Linked DNA regions of Sus scrofa: region 2 is linked to region 1. The links are chromatin contacts, called in public HiChIP or PLAC-seq maps. All regions are on one chromosome and are shown on one strand. The core of a region is the stretch at or near the end of the contact, and the rest is flanking DNA. Distances in the headings are between cores, read along the strand shown.

Region 1 (5,290 bases), core at 1,411-3,910:
AAAAATTTTGCTCTGGAAATATTCTGTGAAGAGGATAAAAGGCAGGCTACAGACCGTGAGAACATATTTGCCAAACACAAAAGACAAAGGACCACTATCCAGAAATATAAATAACTCTCAAAACTCAAAAGTAAAAATGTAAACAACCCAATAGGATATGAGCAAAAGATAAGAATTATTTCATTAAAATATATTAATGGAAAAAATAAAAATCATTATTTAAAAAAAGTAAAAAAAAAAAGTATAGATGGAGGAGTTCCCGCTATGACTCAGTATGTTAAGAATCTGAGTTCCCATCATGGCTCAGCAGTTACTGAATCTAACATCCATGAGGACACAGGTTCAATCCCTGGCCTTGCTCAGTGGGTTAAGGATCTGTTGTTGCTGTGGGCTGTGGTGTAGGCTGGCAGCTGCAGCTCTGATTCCACTCCTAGCTTGGGAACCTCCATATGCCACAAGTACGGCCCTAAAAAGCAAAAAGCAAAAAAAAAAAAAAAAAAAGAAAAAGACTCTGACTGCAAGACACATGTACCCGTAGACACGGAAACAACCTAAATGTCCATTGACAGCTGAATGGATTAAGAAGATGTGCTACATATACACAATGGAATACTACTCAGCCATAAAAAAGAACAAAATCGTGCCATTTGTAGCAACATGGATGGAACTAGAGACTCTAAAACTAAGTGAAATAAGTCAGAAAGAGAATGACAAATACCATATGATATCACTTAAACCTGGAATCTAATATATGACACAAATGAACCTTTCCACAGAAAAGAAAATCATGGACTTAGAGAACAGACTTGTGGTTGCTAAGGGGGAGGGGGTGGGAGTGGGATGGACTGGGAATTTCAGGTTAATAGATGCACAAACTATTGCCTTTGGAACGGATAAGCAATGAGATCCTGCTGTATAGCACTGGAAACTATATCTAGTTCCACTTATGATGGAGCATGATAGAGGATAATGTGAGAAAAAGAATGTATATATCTATGTGTGCTGTACAGTAGAAAATTGACAGGACGCTGTAAACCAGCTATAATGGAAAAAATAAAAGTCACTTAAAATTTTAAAAAACTTAAAAAAAAGAATCCAAGTGCAGCAGCTCGGATTGTTGCAGAGCCATGGGTTCAACCCCTGGCTTGGTGCAGTGAGTTAAAGGAGCCACTGTGGCCAAAGTTGTGGTGTAAGTCACAGCTGCAGCTCAGAAAATAGCTTGGCAGTTTCTAAAAAAACTAAACGTGCCACTACTATATAATCCAACAGCTGCACTCTTGGACATTTATTCCAGAGAAATGAAGAGCTATGTTCATTACCTACAAACTCTTTTTCTTTTCTTTCTTTCTTTTTTTTTTTTTTTGCCACACCCACAGCATATGAAAGTTCCCAGGCCACGAATCAAACCCACACAACAGCAGTGACAAGGCTGGATCCTTAACCTGCTGTGCCACAAGAGAACGCCACAGATGTTTCATGATAGCTGTATTTGTAATAGCCAAAAGCTACAGATGATCCAGATGTCTTTCAAGGGCGAACGTTTAAACAAACTGTGGTATAGCCATACCACGTACTACTACTCAGAAATAAAAAGGAATAAACTATTGGTATACACAACAACCTAGATAAATCTCCAGAGAATTACAGTGAGTGAAAGAAGCCAATACCAAAGGGTATTTCTGTAACTTTCTTGAAATGACAACATTATAGAAATGAAGAACAGATTAGTGACTGTGGGGTATGAAGAGGGGGATGAGGCAGGGAGCAGGGGGCCGTGACCATAAAGGGCGAGATGAGGGAGGCTCGTGGTGGTAGAAATGGTCTGTATCTCAACTGCATCAATGTTAACGTCCTGGATGTGAGGCTGGGCTGTAGTTTTGTAAGATGTTACCACTGAGGAAAGTTGGTAAAGGATACAAGGGATCTCCCTGTGGTTTCTTACAAATTCACATGATTCTATAATTATCTCAAAACAGAAGGTTTAATTTAAAAATACTGACAATATCAAGTGCTGACAAGAGTGGAGAGGAACTTGAATTCTCATACATTGTTAGTGGGAATGTAAAATGGGAGGGTACAGCCACTCTGCAAAAACAGCTTGGGAGTTTCTTATATAGGGTAAACATATACTTCTCATAGGACCGATGATACCAACTTCTGGTTATTTACCTTAGAGAAATGAAAACTATGTCCACACAAGAACCTATACTTGAATGATAACAGCAACCTTATTTGTGAAGGCACAAAACTGGAAACAAAATGCCTATCAATAAGTGAATGGATAAGCAAACTGTGTTATAGCCATACAATGGAATAGTGCGATAAAAAGGAATAAACTATTTAAAAAAATTTTTGGGGGCTGTGCCAGCAGCATGTGGCAGTTCCTGGGTCAAGGGACTGAACCTGCGCCTCAGCAGTGACAATGCCGGATCCTTAACCCGCTGCACTACAGGGGAACTCCAAGGAGTAAACATCGATGCGTATATGTTCACATTCATTTCAAAGACATAATGCTGAATTCAAGAAGCCACCCTTCAGAAGTTACATACTATATGACACCATTTATATGACATTCGCCAAAAGACAGAACCATGGTGACTGAGAACAGATCAGTGGTTGCCAGCGGTTAGAGGTGAGCAGAGGATGTGACTAAATAGTGATGGCACAAGAGTTCTGGGGCTGATGAAACCATTACACAGCTTGATCGCGGTGGTGGTTATACAATCTACACACATGTGTTTAAATGCATAGAACTATATGAAAGAAGTCCATTTTACTGTATGATAATTAATTTCTTAAAGGGGATCCCTTTTTTCCAACTAACATCCCTAAGCCAGACACGAATTTCAGCTGCCATTTGCTCCTTTGGTTGGCTTCATTTGTGCTTTATACAACCTGTTCAGCCACAAGTTGCAACTCTCCTTGGTTGGCCCTAGAAGAATAGTGAATTAGAGGTGTTTAAAGACTATGCAGGGAATTGTGAACTACTCTGAGTAAAGGATGAATACAAAATCTTTTATCTTCTGATAAATTTGATCTCAGGTTAACTTTCTAGCTCTATTTCTTTGGAAACCTGAGAATGGTGGAATGTCAGCTGGGTTACCAGCCAAAAGGAATTATGGTAAAATGAGCCTCCATTAGTATCCTCTATCTGCACCAAAGGGACTGTGAATGAAAGATAAATATCCTGGGGGAAGCCCTAGCTTGGAGCTTCTCAGAGCACAATGACTCTTGTAACGGGGCTGTGGGACCCCTGGACCCAACAGTTATAGGAATTACAAGAGATGCTGGCTCCTATTTGGGAAATGAGGCTTCTAAAGCCCAGAGAGCTCCCACCTGTCTGTGCTATCTTGCTGTCTTACACTTGAACTGCCACTTGGAAGAACAGACAGTAGCCTCTGAACTGCTGTGTGTGTGACTTGCTGGAGGGATACTAGCGTGCTGTGTTTCCAAAGCTTCAACTTTTTCTTTCCCTTCCTTCTTTCCTTCCTTCTTCCCTTCCTCCCTTCCTTCTTCCCTTCCTTCTTTTTGTCTTTTTAGAGCCACACTTGTGGTATATGGAAATTCCCAGGCTAGGGGTCAAATCGGAGCCACAGCTTATACCACAGCCACAGCAATGCAGGATGCAAGCTGCATTGGTGACCTATGCCGCAGCTTGTGGCAACACCAGATCTTTAACCCACCGAGCAGGGCCAGGGATCCACCCCACATCCTCATGGATACTAGCTAGGTTCTTAACCCACTGAGCTACAATGAGAACTCCAAGCTTCACCTTTCTAAGTAAAACTCATGCCAAGTGGGGTCTATTGCAGTCATGTGATTACGTAAGTGACTAGTTAAGCAAAAGAAAAATAACCATGAGTGGGCATTACAAAACTCTCGAATATATTCAGGGGTCTAAACTGAGACTTTTGGAACCACCCTAGAAGAGTTAGAAATTTGGCAGAGAAGGAAACAAACGGTAACGATGTGAATGGAATTCACATTTTTTTCCCCTTTCATCTAAGCATAAGTAGTTTGTTTACTCTGGGCAAGTGGACTAGGTCTGGTGTCTTGTCTGAGGGTGAAAAGCCTTCATATCTAACTTACCTTGGGGAATTTGCACAAGGCCAACATTTATACCAGCAAGTAAGTCTCCAAGAAGCCAATCCTTGAATCGATACAAACACATCCACTCTAGGAAGGGAAATACTGTAAGCATGCATCTTCGGAACTTGTGCCATGAGCAGCTGTAAGAAAGGACAGAGACTTGATTTGGTTCTCCAAAGAAAAAGCCCACATAGCCAGGAAAAGGCACAGTGCATATTTCTTCCCATGCCACGGAGTTTCTTGTCAGCACTATTGACATTTAGACATGTTAGACTGGAAAGTCTATTGTGGGGCTGTCCTATGCATTGCAGATATTTTATCAGCATCTCTGGTTTCTACCTGCTAGGTGCCAGTAGCAGCCCCCCCGCCACCAGCTGTGACAACCAAAAATGTCCCCAGACATTCCCAAATGTTCTCTGGGGGAGACTACCACCTCTGGCTGAGAACCAGTACCATAAACATGACAAAAACTCAGACCTGTAAGTCCAGCATACAAATCAGGTCTGTGTTTTTACAGAATGTTTGAAAAGAATTCAACCCACCAAGATTTTCCAGTAGCAAAATGGATAGTTACTACATCCTCTTGGTAAGGACAGGTTTTTGAGATGTGATATTGGTGGAGGGCAGGAAGTTAACACATATCATTCCTGTATACTAACATTTTTACCAAGCATTAACTCTGTATGGCTTTGACCTGTTATGCGTAGAAATTTATAGAAAATATAGAATATGGAATTCCATGCATAAGGAGTTATCCACGTAAAGAAAAGGCAATAAAATAAGGCTTTATTGTCCTTTAACTCAGTGGATAACAACCAGAAGCAATTTTGTTCCCCAAAGGACATGTGGCAATGTCTGGAGAAATTTTTGATTGTCATGACTGGCATCTGGTGGGTAGAAGCCAGAGATGTCACTAGACATCCTACAATGCACAGGACAGCTCTCCACAAGAAATGATTTTATGGTCCACAATGCCAACAGCACTGAGATTGAGAAAACCTATTTTAAATCTTTAGATCATCCAGGAGTTCCCGTCGTGGCACAGTGGTTAACGAATACGACTAGGAACCACGAGGTTGCAGGTTTGGTCCCTGCCCTTGCTCAGTGGGTTAACGATCCAGCGTTACCATGAGCTGTGGTTTAGGTTGCAGACGCGGCTCGGATCCCGCGTTGCTGTGGCTCTGGCGTAGGCTGGTGGCTA
Region 2 (5,290 bases), core at 1,162-3,661, 74 kb after region 1:
AGTGATAAAAATGCTTTAATAGAAGTATGAATAAGTTATTGAGAAAAAGCAGAGATTAACTCAAACTCAGGATAGCCAGAAAGACTTTATGGCAGAGCTCTTGGACTCTTGGACTTTTGAAGAGTAAATAGGGAGAGAAAAGGTAGGGTAGGAGGCGAGAATGTTTATGACGTGGATAAATAAGAAGTTAGAAGCTTTAACGTGCCTGGAATATGTGGTATGAGTTGAAACATTGAGTGCATTAGGAATAATATTTGAGAGAGAGTCAGAAAAGAGGCTGGATGCCAAATTAGGGAAGGCCATGAATGTGAGGCTTAGGAACTAGGGTGTTATTTTTCAGGCCTGAGATTGTTTTGTACTGGCTGAGGTGAGAGAAACACATGGGGTCCCTCAAGTCATTGCTGCAGTGTCCCCTGTGACCACTGGGAGTGGCATATGTCTCAAGTATGTTGAGAAACACAGCCCAGAGTCTTCTGTCTTCCTCAGAGGGAGTGTGAAACCTGACTCATTTTCAGCAGTCAGAAGTCTAAAACAAGAGTGTCAGTCTCCACAGCGTTATTTCTAGAGATTAATTTTGATGCGTATATTGTAAAACTACCTATTTGAGAATTTAAGTAGTCCATTTTTTTTTCACGTTATGTGATATACTTTATTTTGTGGGATAGCTACCAAGTTAAATTTGTTCCTTAAGAATGTGAGGGAACTAAATTTTCATAAACTGAATCATTTTAAATAAACAAAGATGATCCTGTACTAAGATTATTGTAGTACAGTTAATTTGATGGTATCTGTCCCTGTTCCCTGCTCAGTCTCTGTTAATGTACGCTTTAAGATTGTTTTCTGGGAGTTCTCATTGTGGCACAGTGGAAACAAATCTGACTAGGAACTGTGAGGTTGTGGGTTTGATCCCTGGCCTCGCTCAGTGAGTTAAGGATCCGATGTTGCCATGAGCTGTGGTATAGGTTGCAGATGCGGCTCGGATTGCTGTTGCCTGCATTGCTGTGGCTCTGGCGTAGGCTGGTGGCTGCAGCTCTGATTCATCGCCTAGCCAGGGAACCTCCTCCGTATGCCGGGGGTACGGCCCTAAAAAGCCAAAAAGAAAAAAAAGGAAAAAAAAGATTGTTTTCTTGACAACACCTTGAAGAAATATTGAAATTTTAACATTAAGAACACATTGATTTTTGCCGTTCGCAGATAACAAAGTTCTCTACCATTCTTAATTCAGAAATAACTTCTGTGAGTGGACTTGCTTTTAATTATCCTTGTTTCCTATAGAATGTAAGTTGTTTGGGTCTCAGATGGGGTTCTACAAACCTTTCTTGAAGGACCAGATGGTAAATATTTTATGCTTCAGGAACGATACAGTTTCTGTTGTAACCAGTCTGTTCTGCTGTGTATGGTGAAAGAAGCCATAGACAGTATGTGAACCCGTGGCTCAGCTGTATTCCAACACAGCTTTATTTTCAAAGCAGGCAACAGGTTAGGCTTTGCTAACTCCTGTCTAGAATTTTCTTGCATTTAGGCCAGTTTCATATCTGGGCGGGGGGGGGGGGGGGAGGCAGAGAACAGGGCAAGATATTGTTGCATAACTAATTCCTGTAACTCAGGCATCTGTGGCTCGCAGAGGTCATTGGTTTTAAGTCACACTATACTGTTTTAGTATGCATAGTCATAAACAGGAATATTTTCTTCCATTCTCTCTCCTCTCCATCCTGCTGTACCTTCTCATCTATTTTGAGGACCCACCATGCAGCAGGTGAACAGGTAGGGCAGCCCCTCTCCTCACAGAGCTGCAGATCCTAGAGGTGACAGACACAGGAAGCAAACACAGTAATAGATTGTGCTGAGCACAGTGCTGTTCTCAAGGTTGTGCTGGGGGGCAACAGGGAAGGGGGTGGGCAGAGCTTCTTTGTATAGAGTGTTGGGGGAAGCCTCTCTGAGGAGAGGAAGTTTAAGCCGAGGCCTGAAGTTAAGAATGCGCTAATCATGCAGAAAAGCCTGACGGAAGAGGACAGTCATCCTTCCCTCTTTTCCCCTCATGCCAGTATAGACTGTGCATAAACTGCTCACATTTTCATAGGGAATATTATTTTTTTTCATTAGAGTTGATTTATGTGTTGTGGTAGTTTCATAGGGAATATTGAAAGCTATTTTTATAAGATTTTTTTTTCTCTCCTTTTAGCTTTTTAGGCAAGGCTAAAAGCAATAAGAACACATGGAAGGGTTTTATCTTCTGGTTAATACGTGCACACACGTAGTGAGTATACATAGAAGAGTTGGCTGCCACAATAAAGGTTTGGGCATTGTGGCCTCTCATTTAGAGCTTTTGTGGGGTGTGAGGTTTATTGATGCATTGAGAAGGTTGAAGCCTCTGCGTACTGCATTAATGTGGAGCCCTCTGCTGGCCACTTGTCACTCAGTTCTCTGCCTCCACAGCCAGTGTGCGCAGAGAGGTTTTCTGGAGGACGTGCTCCAGTGGTCAGGCCCCTGTCATATTACAAGCTCCATAGGTCAAGCCTTAGGGGAACATTCCCGGGTAGGCTCGTGCATCCCTCGCTCCTCTGCTCTCTCCTTCTCCTCTGTGGCTTTGCTGACCACCACTCTATGCTTGACTGGCCATTGATGCTTTGGTGGAAGGTAAGGAGACAGGTGTGGTCTGAGCATGTGGACTAAGTGCAGCTTTTGTGTTTTCACTTGCTACCTTTGGCAGCTAAGTACCCAGCTAAAGTCGCCTCACTTTCCTGATAGGGGATGTTGACAGATGCACAAAAGGAATATAAGTTGGATACGGGTGTGGTAGTGTTTTGAGTCTTTGTACAGGAGGAGCATGTTCTACTTGAAGTGTCCGTCCTGCAGAAGCCTTGACCTAAATGAATTCACCGTTGTGGCTTGGTTTGGGGTTTAAATTTTTGTTATTGGGGTATTTTGTTTGTTTTATTTGTTGTTTGTTTGTTTGTTTTCATTTTTATTTTGTCCCAACATTTTCCTTTATAGTCCACCATTAGATATTGATCAGTTGAAGCTCATTTTAAGACTCGTTGGAACCCCAGGGGCTGAGCTTTTGAAGAAAATCTCCTCAGAGTCTGTGAGTTGATGCTTTGATTGTGATTATCTGCCCTGTGGGGAGCCTCTGCCACTTGCCTTCCATCAGTCTGTACTTTGACCCGGGTGTGTTTGTAAGCACATGTGCCCTTTGTGTGCTGATTTCTGCGGTGTGTGTGTGTGTGTGTGTGTGTGTGTGTGTGTGTGTGTACATACATGTACCTGGCTGTGCACATGCATGAGTGTGTTTCATTTTCTCTCTATCTGGGTATATAATTCTAGATCATGGGAGCTTGTATTGGGCGGTTGTATCCCACCTAGTAAATGAGATTTGAGATTCTAATTCATTCCAAGAGATTAATGAAAAATGTGTTATTTCTATTCTCCAGTCATGACTTTCTCTTCCTCAAAGTTTTACATATACTCAAGGGCTCTTTTCATCTTTTGGTTAGTGTTTATTCTTAGAGCATGAGCTTTGCCATGTATTAGTCTAGTTTTATCACCAAAAGAATGAAATGTGCATCGTCTGCACTGACTTGCCCTTTTACGGAAGTTACTTGCTTTCTGTTGTTTTAGAATAGAGAGCTCACACCTCCTGTGTAAGGAGGTCTATTCCCAACAGGGGTCCCTCTCTCCCCTGTCTCCAGACTGTCAGAGGTAACAGCCCTGCTCCTAAAACCTCAGATTCACAGGAATAGGTTGTAAATCTTTCCTCCCACCACCTGCCTTTGTAATTGCAAGTTTGACTAACCTGAGAAAAAGCTTTGGCACTAATGCTTTCCTTCTAAGCAAGGAGAAGCCATGGGAATGTGACTCTGGCTTACTTTGGTTCTGACTTCCTACTGGTGGTCATTTTCTTGGGCCATAGACATGAGAGAAATCATGTAAGCTCAGTCTCTCTCCCTTTTCCCTTCTGTCTGCTGCCAGGCAGCTGGATAAAAGGAGAAAAGAGCCTTGGAGCCAAGATCCAGCTGTGCCTTCCTGGATTCTCCTCCCAGCATTTCTGACCGAAGGGGTCCTTTTGCCCATTTGGAAAGACTGCTGAGTACCAGAGGCAGGCTTTTAATTTGTTTCATTCATTTATTTAAGAGAAGGAAGCAAAAGCACAGAAAGGCTGAGCCTTGCTGAAGTCACGCACTGAGTCACTTGACAGAATTGAGCATAGATGTTCTGATAACATGATGTAAACTTTAATCTCATGTGGTTGCACGCTGTTTTAAAAGTCATTGTCAGGAGTTCCCATCACAGCTCATTGGAAACAAATCTGACTAGTATCCATGAGGATGCAGGTTTGATCCCTGGCCTTGTTCAGTGGATTAAGGAGCCAGTGTTGCCATGAACCGTGGTGTAGGTCACAGACGTGGCTCGTATCTGGCGATGCTGTGGCTGTGGCATGGGCCGGCGGCTACAGCTCCAATTCGACCCCTAGCCTGGGAATCTCCATATGCTTCGGGTACGATCCTAAAAAGACAAAACAATAAAAATTAAAAAAATAAAAGTCATTGTCAGAGTTATCAGCCACAGTGTCTGAAGAAAACGCACTGAAGGAGTGTTTTCTTTTGCTTTATCAAATGCAGAAACCATCCTGGAGTGAATCAAAGAAGATATGGAAGGATGCTTGGAGAGGGGGGTGCTTTTTGTTTAAAATGCATTTGCTTAGAAAGATTGGCCAATAGAGAGGACTCGGGGGCAAGGGAGTGGGGGTCGAGAAGGAGCTCAGTTTTTTAATGACTAGTGCTAATGAGACTGAGAGAGCAAATTAATTCCCTGTCTGGGGATAGCTACTAGCAGCTCTTGCTCAGTCTTGTCACCCACCCTCAACAATATGCCCTGTAGGTATGTGCTGTTAGTCACAGGAATATCTAAAAGAAAAAGTGTGGGTAAAATGATAGCTTATAGCCATCATTAATCCTTTTTTTTTTTAAAGGAAAACAACACTAAGTGCCTGGCCTAATAATGTAATGTCTTTATTTTGTGTGAAATACCACACATCCTACTTTTCAACAACTTTAGTATAGAATTGGGCGTAATAAAATTGAGTATCAGAATAGGGAACTTAAATAATTATCATATTGAGTATAGGAATAAGAAAAAAAATTTTCTCCTACATAGTTATGGCAAGTGCATAAAAGTAACTTAAGCATTGCAAAGGGTAGACAAGATTAATTTGATATTAGTGATATTGCCGAGGTAGCAGTTTATCTTAGAAGCACATGATGTGGAGTTCCCGTCGTGGCTCAGTGGTTAA

What was found. HiChIP or PLAC-seq counts read pairs in DNA pulled down with a chosen protein or histone mark.
Region 2: an H3K27ac HiChIP or PLAC-seq map of alveolar macrophages shows a contact between it and region 1. The contact joins two enhancer-like sites. A contact is called at or near these places in 3 of 47 Hi-C or Micro-C datasets (embryonic fibroblasts, liver and psoas muscle) and 1 of 2 datasets of contacts at active chromatin or transcription factors (alveolar macrophages).

The regions. Positions count from the first base shown.
Region 1 is chr7:31,768,766-31,774,055 of Sscrofa11.1, forward strand. SLC26A8 (testis anion transporter 1) reads right to left here. Exons shown (of 21, transcript XM_003356617.4): 4 at 4,090-4,229. Among named protein-coding and RNA genes, the nearest start is that of MAPK14, 20 kb to the right of the region's middle. Within about 2 kb of position 2,661, at least 2 of the 83 cell types and tissues checked have an H3K27ac peak or open chromatin away from gene starts, as enhancers often do. A contact at or near this core is called in alveolar macrophages, where this site is marked.
Region 2 is chr7:31,843,025-31,848,314 of Sscrofa11.1, forward strand. All of the region lies in intron 8 of MAPK14 (mitogen-activated protein kinase 14), which reads left to right. Among named protein-coding and RNA genes, the nearest start is that of MAPK13, 35 kb to the right of the region's middle. Within about 2 kb of position 2,412, at least 21 of the 83 cell types and tissues checked have an H3K27ac peak or open chromatin away from gene starts, as enhancers often do. A contact at or near this core is called in alveolar macrophages, where this site is marked.